3 separate regions of the Mus musculus genome follow, and regions 1 and 2 are each linked to region 3. A link is a contact called in public promoter capture Hi-C data. All regions are on one chromosome and are shown on one strand. Each heading gives the region's core, a stretch centred on a gene start, on an enhancer-like site or on the middle of the called end of the contact. The rest is flanking DNA. Distances are from core to core; before and after follow the strand shown.

The links. Promoter capture Hi-C pulls out the DNA fragments that hold promoters and counts their contacts. Capture Hi-C pulls out chosen DNA fragments and counts their contacts.
Region 1: a contact with region 3 is called in a promoter capture Hi-C map of liver, with 4 times the contacts expected there. The contact joins the promoter of Apbb2 here to the promoter of Rell1 in region 3. A contact is called at or near these places in 2 of 39 promoter capture datasets (liver and pre-B cells).
Region 2: a promoter capture Hi-C map of liver shows a contact between it and region 3, with 3 times the contacts expected there. The contact joins the promoter of Rbm47 here to the promoter of Rell1 in region 3. A contact is called at or near these places in 1 of 39 promoter capture datasets (liver) and 1 of 9 other capture datasets (liver).

Annotation. Positions count from the first base shown.
Region 1 is chr5:66,617,267-66,621,346 of GRCm38.p6, forward strand. It overlaps Apbb2 (amyloid beta (A4) precursor protein-binding, family B, member 2), which reads right to left and starts at 1,551. Exons shown (of 17, transcript NM_001201413.1): 1 at 1,302-1,551.
Region 2 is chr5:66,149,617-66,153,334 of GRCm38.p6, forward strand. Rbm47 (RNA binding motif protein 47) reads right to left here and starts at 2,338. Exons shown (of 8, transcript NM_001127382.2): 1 at 2,239-2,338; 2 at 1,923-2,085. Gm26725 (a long non-coding RNA gene) reads left to right here and starts at 1,388. Exons shown (of 5, transcript XR_001785070.2): 1 at 1,388-1,857; 2 at 3,356-3,402.
Region 3 is chr5:63,967,041-63,971,159 of GRCm38.p6, forward strand. It overlaps Rell1 (RELT-like 1), which reads right to left and starts at 1,857. Exons shown (of 7, transcript NM_145923.4): 1 at 1,606-1,857. The coding sequence starts at 1,693.

The DNA of each region.
Region 1 (4,080 bases), core at 301-2,800, 2.6 Mb after region 3:
AGAAATGCCCCCTCCCAGAGTCCTGTCTCCGCAAGGTCAGCCATAAGAATTCAGGTACTACTACCATGGCCATTTCAGGGAAGGATCTGTAGTATCATAACAAGAAAGAAAATTTAGATTTAAGGTACCAAATCCTAAAACAACAGACCAGCTGTCATAATTTATTCTGAAATCGGTAAAATGAAGAAACAAATAACAAAAAGGGCCAGCCTCACAAAGTTTATTTCTTGATATCAAAATGATATTGTTGTTATCGTTTTATGACTTTCATTTAAGACACTGAGCACAAAGCAAAGTCAGGGACAAGACTTTTTAAAACTGCTCCCTCTAAGAGCCCTCTGGGCTTCAGACACTGACCTAATTCTCTCTTCATGTGAGCCCTCTCAAATCACTCAGTCCATCCCCAAGCGATCAGAACAGTCGTGGCTGTGCAGAATCTTGCTACAAAACGGTCCCAATTCTTCATCTGATTTCTCCAGCTTTTTTTTTTCTTTATGCCCCACACTCCCTTGGCCTTTGGGGCCTGACCTCCTGTTTTCAGACCTCTCCATCAATGGAGAGACTACCTATCATTGTTTCTACGGGACTCCCGCATCCTCCCTCCGCCCAGCTAGTTTTCGTCGCACAAATGTCATTTCTGGCGTCTGAGCCACCATTCCTCCCAGGGAGCAGCAGTGGGGCGTTCGGGACCCCGATGACCGGCTTCCCTGATCCGGCCCTCGGCACACAGCCATTTTCTAGTTAAAAACGCTCTCGGCGTTGCAGAGGGGACAGGAACTTTGCCCTCTCCTCCTTTCTGCAGAGCTGGGTTCTCTGCACCCCGGGAGACGCTGGCCAGGTCTCTGAGTCTCCCGCAAGAGCGCGCCGCCCGGCAGGCAGGCCGGCCCCAGGGCAAGGGGGCGTGCGCTACCGGTCGCCCGCGCCCACCCGCACTTTGCCCTCCGCAGTCTCCGCCCGGGCACAGCCCTGCGACCCGGTGTCCTCGCCCGGCCCTGCCGAACCCCAGCTCTGGGTGGGAGTGAGGGAGTAATGGGAGTGACGGAGCGAGCCCGCAGCCAGAGCGCCGGCCCTGCAGCGCGGGCGCGGGGCGAGCGGGACTCCGCAGCGGACGCCTGCTGCAGATGCGACGGCAGCTGCTGCAGCTGGGGCTGCGGCTGGGCGACCGGCGGTGACCGCCAGAAACCGAGCAGCAGCCGCGAGGGCACAAGCAGCCAAGCTCGCCGGCTGCCCGGCACCCCCGGCGCACTCCGGGCCATCCCTCGGATCCCCGGGCTGAAGGCATGGAAGGAAGCGGGGCTCACCAGCGCTGCGCGGCGTTCGATCGGCTCCGGACCCGGCTCCCAGGTCTCGCAGTCCGCTGAGCACCCGGATCAGCTGCGGGCTGCAGCACGCGAGCTTCCTACTTAGAGCAGCACTGGCTCCGGCGACTGAGCATGCCCAGTGCGGCTCCGCGAGGCCCGCGCAGGGAGCAGCGGCAGCGAGATTCCACTTCTCCAGGCTTTGGCGGCGGCTGCGCGAGGAAAGGCTTGGAGGGGCCTGGCGGAGCCGGGCGAACCCAGCAAGGCGGGGCCGGGGGCGGAGGCCGCGGCGGAAGGGGGCGGGCCGCGCTCCCAGGGCGACCCCTGCAGGTGGAGGCGGCCGAGCTGCGGCACAGCAGGGAGGCAAGGGGCGCCAGGGTGACACCCAGAGGCTGGGGGTTGCGGGGCAGCCCGGGTATCCCCTCCAGGTGGCCTAGCGTCTGTCTGCACCAAAAGGCAGTTTGGGAAACTCTTCTCTCACGCGTCTGCGTTCCTGTAGAATGGAAAAATACCCCAAGATGAGAGCTGTCCACAGCCTTCCAGGCTAACTGAATGTTAAAAGGTGAAACTTTCTCCTGCCTTCTGCCTCCTTCATCCCCCATGGCTAGACATATGCCACACAGGAACATTCCTGCCCTGGAAAATCACAGCGAGATAACGCCATGCAAGAAATATGCCTGCGAACAAGGAAAAGCATTATCTACTTGCTACCTGTTCGTTAGGCATTAAGTGGATTTACTGCAGGCACCTGGAAGTCCTTGATTTGTTTCTCCATCAAGCCAAGGGGTGTTAAACTGATGCCTAAGTCAGACTCATCTGGGAAGGTTGCTGAAGCAGCATGCTAGGCGCGTTTCCAGGGGTTGGATGAGTCGTTGTGCCGTGCTGCACAAGCGCCTGTAAGTATCAAATCCCAGGTACTGATGCGGTTGCCATCCGAGGACTAGTCATGGGGACTCTGCTATACACAGACCATGCTACCTACCATCTCCTCTAGAAAGGTAATTCTGAAAATAATTATAACTACTAAGTAATGGCTCTTTGACAACGCACTCCTCAATCAGATAATAAACTCAGACTCATCCTCCCTACAGTGAAGATGGGCATTATTCCTTTTTTTCTTCACACAGCATGAGTTTATTGAGGTTCCACAAGATCCCCTTACTAAGACCTGTAAGCAAATCGCAGCCCCTGCCTTCATGTTTACAGCCCAGCAGTAACTGACGTCCATTGAATAGTTTCTATGAAATGCCATTTCTGCCATCTCCATACACAAGGTGTTGACATGTAAAAGTGTTGGGTTATCAGGAATGGAGAGAACGCCGTGTGTTGGTGGTCTCTTGTAATCTATAGCCTCTTCTATAATCAATATTTCCCTCAGACTCCGCGGAAGGCCAATAGTACTGCTACAGAAAAATCTCCATAAATCTATGCAGGTTCACTCTTGGAACTGAACCTCTGCATCCCAAGACTGGCCCAACGAATCCTGCGAACCATGAAGAGTCAAAAACCAGGGTTCAAATGCCAACTTGGGAAAAGCAAACTGTAGAGGGCCTTGAGACACAGGCTACTGTGTCCTTCAAGCCCAGACAGAGGAGGAAATGAACCCAAGCCCACCCTGCGAATCCTTCATCGCGGCGATCTCAGCAGGCTACCACACCAACTTGCACCTTGATCTCCCAGCCCGCCAACGTCCAGAGCCTACCCTACCACCCGATTCTCCCGGGCTCCCGGGTCGAACCGCGCCTGCCCCCTCCAGGCGGTCTACTCGGACGCGCAGGAAAACCCGCGCTGGAGTCAGCCGCGGCGGCGGGGCGGGGCGCGCAGGCGCGGTGGGCTCCAGGTTGGGCGGAGGAGGCGCCCTGCTCCACACCTGATGCAATCACCCTTCCGGAAACCGGCAGGGTCTCCAGGATCACCGCGGAAACGCTTCCTTGCCTGCTCCCGCCTCTGCGTCCCAGCCCGGTCGCCTGCTTCCTAGGCTCATTCCCTTGGCGGCCTGCGGGAGGAGTCGGGAAGTCACCTCCTTGCCAGCTGAATACTTAGATGTCCCGATTGTGAGGGGCCGGCTACAGAGCATCCTGCAGTTGTTGGAGGAAACTCCCTCGGTTATTTCCAGGGAGGACTGACGGGACTGGAACACTGGTTTTGAACTCTTCTTTGCTTCCTTCCTGCATCCTATCCATAATTTCTTCTCTGTTCCTGAAAGGGACGGTTTAAGGTGGAATGGATTGCCAGGTTCCCTGGCTAGCTAAGTATGTAACCGCGCCTTAGCTGGGCTGGAGAATGCCTGGCACCACACACTCAAGTTATAAATAAGTAATTGGCTTCCCTATACCTCATCGTTTAAGATCACAAAGAAAATCATTTCTCATTTTACCACCTTATGCAATTTTGATAGCTATTGTGATGTTGGGTTTTTTCCCCTTAGTGCTGACGCACACACGAACTGTTTTCTTAGGAAATGAACTATTCCAAGAATATCCTGAGCACTTGTTTTTATCAAGTATCAAGTAAACAATGGGTCCAGCACATTAAAAATTACCTCCTGTAAATTCCCATAAGATCAAAAGCCCTACTAAGTGGAGGTATGGGTGTTTCAGGGAATTTTAGTGGAAAGAACACTTACAAGAATGTTATAAAACCAACGCTACACCAAGTCTTTAGATTCTGTATGCTCTTTACTTCATACCCCAGAGATATCAATGGCTTCCTTAAAGAAGACAAATCGATCTATTGTGTCAGCACCACAGAGGCTGAGGCAGGAGGACAGTGAATTCAAGAC
Region 2 (3,718 bases), core at 1,088-3,587, 2.2 Mb after region 3:
GGTGGCCAGCCACCTCAGCAGCTTGAAGAACAGTTTTGATTTGCAGTCCTCCTAAGGAAACTCCTAAGTGAGTCACTATCACACAAACCGGAGGGGAGAAAAGTTCGACTTTTAGCTCCCATAAGTAATGGAGAAAATAAAAGCAAGTCAAAAATAGCTTGTAAGTACCTAGAGAATATCTTTTCATCAGTTTGATAAGACTTAATAAGGAAGCCACATCCCTAAGTGCCTTAGGACAGTCTTAGAGTGTTGTCAACTTTTACCTAATTAAAACAGAGAGTCCTTTATCTGAAATTTTCCATTTCCATTCATTTTGACTGATTTCTTAGCCACCCAGTGACTGCAGGCATATCAGATGTTATATTTGGTAGACTCTACTCTTGTCTCCAGATTGAATTCTCCGCTGGAAACAACAACTAAGCTTCCCCGAGGGTGGCCTTCAGAGATAAATGTCTGCAGGAAGCCCCCCCCCCCCCCCCCCCCCCCGCTCTGCTCCAGTTAACACTCAAGCGAGACGCCCGTCACCAAAAACTCCGAAATCTCAAGCTAATAATCCGCATCTAGTCACCTGTGCCTCAAAAAAGACCAATTACGTTTTTTTCAACTATACACACACACACACACACACACACACACACACACACGGAAAAAGACTCAAGTCTGCAGGAAACAAGATGCGGCTGACCATAGGATTATCTGCTCTCCAAAAGCTGAAGCTTTAAAAAAAAAAATCTTTTTATAAACCCTTTAACTTCCCACTAAAGAAGGAAGACGATCAAATGAGAGATTAATACTAAGGGGGAAAGAAATAGAGAGAGAAAGATGTTGTTTGTTTGTTTTTTCCCAAAAGTCAGGACTCTATGGGGACAGTAGTCAGAACTGCCAAAAGTCCACCTTACCTTCCGTAAGTACTTGGCGTCGCTCACTTCAGAAATTAATACCATTCACAGCCCGGTAGCAATCTACAAGGCTAGGAAGTCACCTACAACATCTTCGCTGGCCGCACACTTTTAAATAGAAAACTAAATTAAAGAGTCTCCAAACTACTTCCCACCGTGCGGCTTAAAGCAACAGATCAGATCGCTCTAGGCTTTAACTCTTCCCGGGTTCTGGGAATTCCAGTTTGTCACAATTTCTTAGCCTGAGTGACCTGCGGTAAGAAACGTCTTCCCGGCCCAGAGCCTGGCTTCTCCGGGTCCGGGCGCTCGGCGGCCGGCTGGGCTGGGTCGTACGAGCCGGCTGCGGTGCGGCTGTGGCCCGGGCGGAGCGGCACAGGGTCGGATCCCGCGGAGCGCGGCGGAGTCCGGCTGCAATCGGTGCCTCTGCAATCCCTGCTCTTCCCGGTTCCCTCCCTCCGCCTCCTGCCCTCCCCCAGACGAGGCCATTCGCCTCACAGTAGCAAGGTTGTCTCGTATACTCCCTTCCCTTAAACTCACCAAACCAGATTTTTACTCCCAACACCGGCAACTTCCCGTAAATCTGCACTGAAATTTTATCCTGCTCGCTGAGCCTCCGCTGGCCGAAGGCCAGTGCAACATTCCTGTTGTTTTAGAAGCGCGGATACCTTAGCTGAAGGTTTAAAAAAAAAAAAAAATCATATCGGACTGGCCCCGATGCGGAGGATTTACGAACTTTGGCCGCTCAAAAAGTCACATCCATTTCAGACATTCAGAAGGGACCCCAGAAGTGGCACCTGCCCCACCTGGGGACATCTAGAAGAGTGGCTTCCGGCCGCCTATGGCTGTTTAGAGTAAGCCACCCTGAGCCTGCACCAAGGACTAAGGACCCTGCGCCTGACTCCCGGGGTGAGCAGTGCCACCGCCCCCGGCCTTGCGGGGCAGGAAGGCGCTGGAGCAGGTAGGGCGGCAGACGAGCCCCGCCGCGGGCCTGCAGGAAGCCAGGACCTCCTGGGCTGTTCTTACCTGAGGCTGAGCATAGCTCGGAGAGCACAGGCAGGCACGTCACGGGGGGCCGGAGCTCTGACCTTTGCCGGAGCCTTCACAGCAGGGCCTGGGGCCTGGGCGCCGCTGCTCGTTCAAAGTGGCTCATTCTGAATGCGCTCTGACCTAGTGTTACAGCTGGTTTCTAGAAAGGGAACAAAAACAGTGCAAGGAGAAACCTCAGCCAAGCCCTCCTTTAACCTTGCCTCTGATCACAGGGGAACTAAGTCTGACCCCCATCCCCACTCCCAGGAAACCCACCCTAGGGCCGCGGCCCCCGCCCCACCCCTCGGGTTACCTGTTTATACAAGAATTAAGGAGCCTCCCGCATTTCAATGGAGCGCTAAGCCTGTTTGCAGCGCGGAAACAGCCAACAGGAATCGAATTCTGTGACTAAACAAACTAGAAGAGGAAGCGGGCACCACAAGGAACCTAAAGTTGTGATTTCGGGTTGCAATGTCATGCAACTGAAAAAAAAAATACTGTTTCACAGTAGGCTACTTTAATTAAAAGAAGGACCCAAAACTACCCCCCCCATCTAGTTAAATGGAAGCTGATAGAATATCGGCATATAGCGTTAGCCACTGTTGTTAGTGATACTATTATTATGTATAATCCGCCCCCCCCCCGTAGAAAAACGTGCAATGGATGTTAGAAGGAGGCTCCAGACCCAACTCTGCCCTCACTATCTGTGAGCAAGTTAATTACCCTCCAGCTCTGAGTTTCTGGAAGATTCTAAGGATGGGAGTTTTGCTTTCACTGTGGACAGTTTCAAGGAGAAGGAAAGACGAAGTCTTTGTGAAGGGGTGTGCAACTGATTTTCGACTCGTGTACAAGTTTCAAGGGAAGTGGAGAGAAGTTGGCCCTGCCTTCCATGAAGTGCAAATCCAACGTCTGTGTCACGCGCGTAATTCTGACTCAGATTTAGGCACTAGACCTGACCTGCCACCCTGCAAGTTACTCCATAGGTTAAAAGTCAGTGCTAGCGGGGCGGTGGTGAGCACGCCTTTAATCCCAATCCCAGCACTTGGGAGGCAGAGGCAGGCAGATTTCTGATTTCGAGGCCAGCCTGGTCTACAGAGTGAGTTCCGGGACAGCCAGGGCTACACAGAGAAACCCTGTCTCAAAAAAAAAAAAAAAACAAAAACAAAAACAAAACAAAACAAAACAAAAACAAAAAGTCAGTGCTAGATAACAGTGAACCATGCAGTTTGAAGATCTGTGAATGTGGGGCGTGTGGGGTGTGGTGGAGGCTTTGAAAACTCATAGATATCATCCATAGTAATAGTGGAGGGTAGAGGGGGTATTTATGTTCCTTTTAACTTGACATATAAATGAAGAAATCCTAATCTCTTTATATTGAGGTCTTTCTTACTCAGGAACCCTTTCACCCATTTCCTTAATCTGATCCTCAGGTCTGCCTCAGGTCTGGAGGTGAAGACACTGTCCGTACAGAGGTTAGGTAAGCAGGCCAACTTTCCCGAGTGCCGACCTTTCCAGTCTAATCGAAAAGTCAGATCTTACCACCATTAGTAAAAGTAATTCCTGAAGCCAGCCAGGAATTCTGAAGTTCTCCATCCTTTTGATCTTCGATCTTTTATCTTTTAGGCAGCAAAAGTCAAGCCAGGCCAGTTTAACCATGTTCTGAATTCAGAATCAAGACTTTGTCGATAGGTGCACACATGTACTGAGAATCGCAGACTGTAGAAAACTCCCAGTTCCGAACTGTTCTAGGGGTTGATACAGTTAGTTAGCCACCAAGACTCCGCAGCTGTAAA
Region 3 (4,119 bases), core at 607-3,106:
TCTTGATACAGGCCCTAAGCCAGCCAACAAACTGGAAGTTCTATCCTCTCCACCTTAGGTACTTCATTCTTTTTAAGCACTAACTTTCACTCATAAAAGGTTACTAATAGCACCACTCCGTAGAACTTTCTTCAGTCACATTGCAGGCCTGACACCCGGATGTTGTTCAGAAACCCAGCAAAACAAAAACCCACTCTAGGAATGGATTTCTCCTGATGATGGCTGGTTACATGCCTCACTTACTAAACTGTAACAATCTTGCTCCCAGGTTCATCTTTTCTGTTATTGTTCCAAACTCTGCAACAAGTGATACCACTTACTACCTGCAGTCTCCAATCTACGTTGAAACTATGTTGTAGTTACAAGTCTCGGGAAAGAAGCCCAGGATGCACGGGAAAATCTCCCATCCAATAGAACGAGTCACCAGCTTCCCTTTCCCCTGGGTAGATGGCTGAAGGAAATGCGGATCTGCTAATAAATACCCAGGAGACACATCGTCTATCTATCCTGTTCCCTTGCTAGCTCGTTCTGATGCCCATGAAAAAGTAAAGGACAAATGAGAAGCAGGCTCCAAAGCTCCGAGTGACTAGAACATTCTCCAAAAAGAAGAGCAGCACGTATATTTTATAGAGAAGACAGTCACCGTTGGAAGCCTTCCAGCTGCTTATTATTTGGGCCTGAAGAGGAGCCACCCCTGAAGGCAAGCTTGGCAGAGCCTGCTGACGTAAGAATCAGCCTGTGGTAACCCCAAACGGCCAGGAAGGCTTAACTTTTTTTTTTTAAGTACTGCAGCGAGGTGGCAATTAAGAGGGGGAAACAATTATTAAGAATCCCTGGTGTGTGCCTTATAAAAACAGGAGCACAAGGCAAAGGCGTCCTTAAGTAAAAGGTAGACCTCTTAGATTTCAGTTAGAAACTCCCGCTGATGGCTTGTAGTTGAAGACAGCACTCAGCGTCTCGGCTTGGTGGCTTCCACCCCGACCACAGAGGTTCCTTTTGTGATGACAGGATTTGATACAAAGAAAAAGCAGTATACATTATAGATGTCTTTCCTCTTTCCCGGCCTAATTTATCCAGCATGTATGGGAAGGAGTGAGAAATTCCCGACTTACTAAAAGAATCCATAACCACCTGCAAAGACTGGCACTTTCAAGGCTTTAACATAATGAAAAGGAAAGAAGAAAATAAAGCGAGGAAGGAGGCTGGAAAGCAGAACCCTATCCCGGGTGTCAAGATATTCGCCTGGTGAGGCCTCTGAGGACCAGGACAGTAGAAAGGGGTCCACGGCTAGGGAGAAGGCATCCCAGGAAAGCGACATCCTGAAGAATCCGAGTTGGGGTCCCGCCGTTTTTTAGAAGCGGCGGGGAGGGAAGGCGGGACCCCGGCAGGCGGGTGGGGAAGGACTGGAGCCGCGCTGCGCGCCGCACCCTGCCCGGGCCACCCCGGGACACCCAGATGTTCAGAGCCAGATCCGGTAGCACAGCAGGGCGCGCGCAACTCAGGGCGCGGCGGGGTTGTGGGCTCGACCGACTCGTCGAGCCCCTGGCTCCCTTCCGTGCGCAGACCCAACTCACCAGGCGTCCCGACCAGGACCAAAGCACTCACCGGCGGCCACCAGCGGCGAACTCACAGCGCCTCCCACGAACACTGAAGCAGCAAGCACAGCGGACCCCGGGAGTCCCCACAGAGCCATCGCCGCGTCCCTCTGCCCTCCTCGCCCCGGCCGCGGCGTCCCGGGTCGGGGTAGACGGTGCAGCTCGAGGGCTGCCGGGTGGATTGAATGCAGGAGCTCGGCCCCCGCGAGCCCCTACCCGCTCAGCCTGGACCCGCCAGGACCCCGCCCACCGCACGGAAGCCCCGCCCCTGATCGCCGCGCCCCGGTCCCTTGAAGCCTGGACCCGCCTCCGCACGCATGACCCCGCCCCCGAGTCCAGGCCGCGCCTCTCCTGTCACTCCCGCTTCCCCTCTAAACCCTTGGGTCGCGTCAGCCGCGCGCCCAAGCCGTGGCCCCACCCCGAGCCCCGCCCACTGCTGACCCTCTCCGCCTCCTCTGCTGGGCGGGCTAACCCTGCCCAGCCAAGTGGCGGGTCTGCGCGGGAGCCTCAGGCTGGGGCGGGTTACTCCCTTCTCCTGGGTCCTGGGACTAGTCAGATGCGGGAAGAGGAAGGCAGAGGTTAGGCCAGGAAGCCCAGGATGGAGAGCAGACAGGACCAGCAGTTTCAGAATGGCGCGATGTTTTTTTTTTTTTTCTCAATCGGAGTCTTTACCCAGTTAATTAACCTTCGTTAGTGGTCTAGGAAGGAATGCTACGTTCAAAGTCATGGTTGATCGTTTAAACATTAAGGAGAATAAATTAAAAAAAAAAAACTTTTTTAATTGTCCCCATCCCATTCTGTCTAAGCTACTTCTATTGAGGAACACGTCCCCACACACTGGTTGTTTGCTTGCGTTGGACTGGGTTTTGTTTTAATCATCTTGCAAACACTCCCCTGGAACAATTCTTCAACTTTCCAGTCACTTCTGTCTTCATATCCTCACATCAGCTCGGTAAGGTGAGTATTATCCCCATGTCACCGGCCAGGAAGTGAGCTCATGAAGTCTGCATGACCTGGGCCACCATGATCCATGTATCTCCAGTGTTTGCTTGCAGGTTTAATCTCAGCTCCTGGCTCAAGGACAGCATGCACTAAGAGGGCAGAAGTAGTTGTTAAAGGGGAATGTACCTTTTTCTGACTAGCTTCCTTTTAACTAACCAATAGCCTCGTTTTAACTAATCCGTGGAGACTCCACACAAGGTCCTTAAAGCCCAGTCCTGACAGATGTGAGCTGAATGGAGGGTGGGTCTTCAGCCCCTTCTGTAAACTGACTGGTGGCCTCTAATGCTCAAGGGGGAGTTATTTCTCCTCTCTAACACCCTCCACCCTTCTGTTACAAATAGCAATGATGTGAGAATTACCAGGGAGAGAAGCTGAAGGTTGGAGGCCCTGCCCTTTGAGTCAAAGACAGGAACTATGGATCCTATGCACAATTTGTGGCACATCCTGTAGTCTGACAAATGTATCAAAGGGAAAGGTCTGAGAAAGAATGCAGAGGAAAGACATTGTGCTGGCCAGTTTTTTTTTTGTTTTGTTTTGTTTTGTTTGTCAACTCAACACAAACTAGAGATTTGTCTGAGAACCTCAATTGGAAAAAAATATCTCCATAAGATCAGGTTGTAGGCAAGTCTGTAGGGCATTTTTCTTAATGAGTGATTGATGGGGGAGGGCCCAGCCGATTGTGGTTTCTGTAAGAAAGCAGACTGTCCAAGCCACGAGGAACAAAGCCAATAAGCAGCACCCTTCCACGGTCTGGGGGCCAACTCCTGCCTCCAGGCTCCTACCCTGCTTGAGTTCCCGGTTTGTTTCCTCTGATAATTAAACAGCAACGTGGAAGTGTAAGCCAAACAAGCCCTTTCCTCCCTGTGGTGGTTTGAATAGGACTGGCTCCCATAGACTCCTGTGTTTGAATGCTTGTCCCCAGAGAGTGACACTATTAGGAGGTGTGGCCTTGATGGAGGAAGTAAGTCCCTGGGGATTGGGCTTTGATATCTCAGAAGCTCAAGCCAGGCATACTGGTTTAAGGCTGCCTGAGGATCTGAACGCTCAGCTGCCTCTCCACGGGTGTTTGCATGCCACCATGCTTCCAGCCATGATGACAATGAACTAAAACTCTGAACGGTAGCCAGCCCCAATAAATTGTTGTCCTTTATAAGAGTTGCTATGGTCATGGTGTCTCTCCACAACAATAGAACAGTGACTAAGACACTCTCACAAGTTGTTTTGGTCACAGTGTTTCATCACAGCAATAGTAAACCCTACAAAGTAAGCAATAGAACAAACATTCATGTGGTTATCTAACTATTAGAGGAGAGAATCCTGGGCTTAGAAACTGAAGGACAAATTATCAACAGTCACCAAACCAGCTGCATCACTCATTGGAAATACTGAGCTAAGTGCCGGAAAGGGGTCTGGGGTCCCAGGGAAATGCACACAATCCAAAGCATTTTGGCAACACCAAAAGTTTTGCCTCAGCAGAAGGGTATGAAGCCAGGCCAGATCAAGCTGGCAAGCACACCCAGTG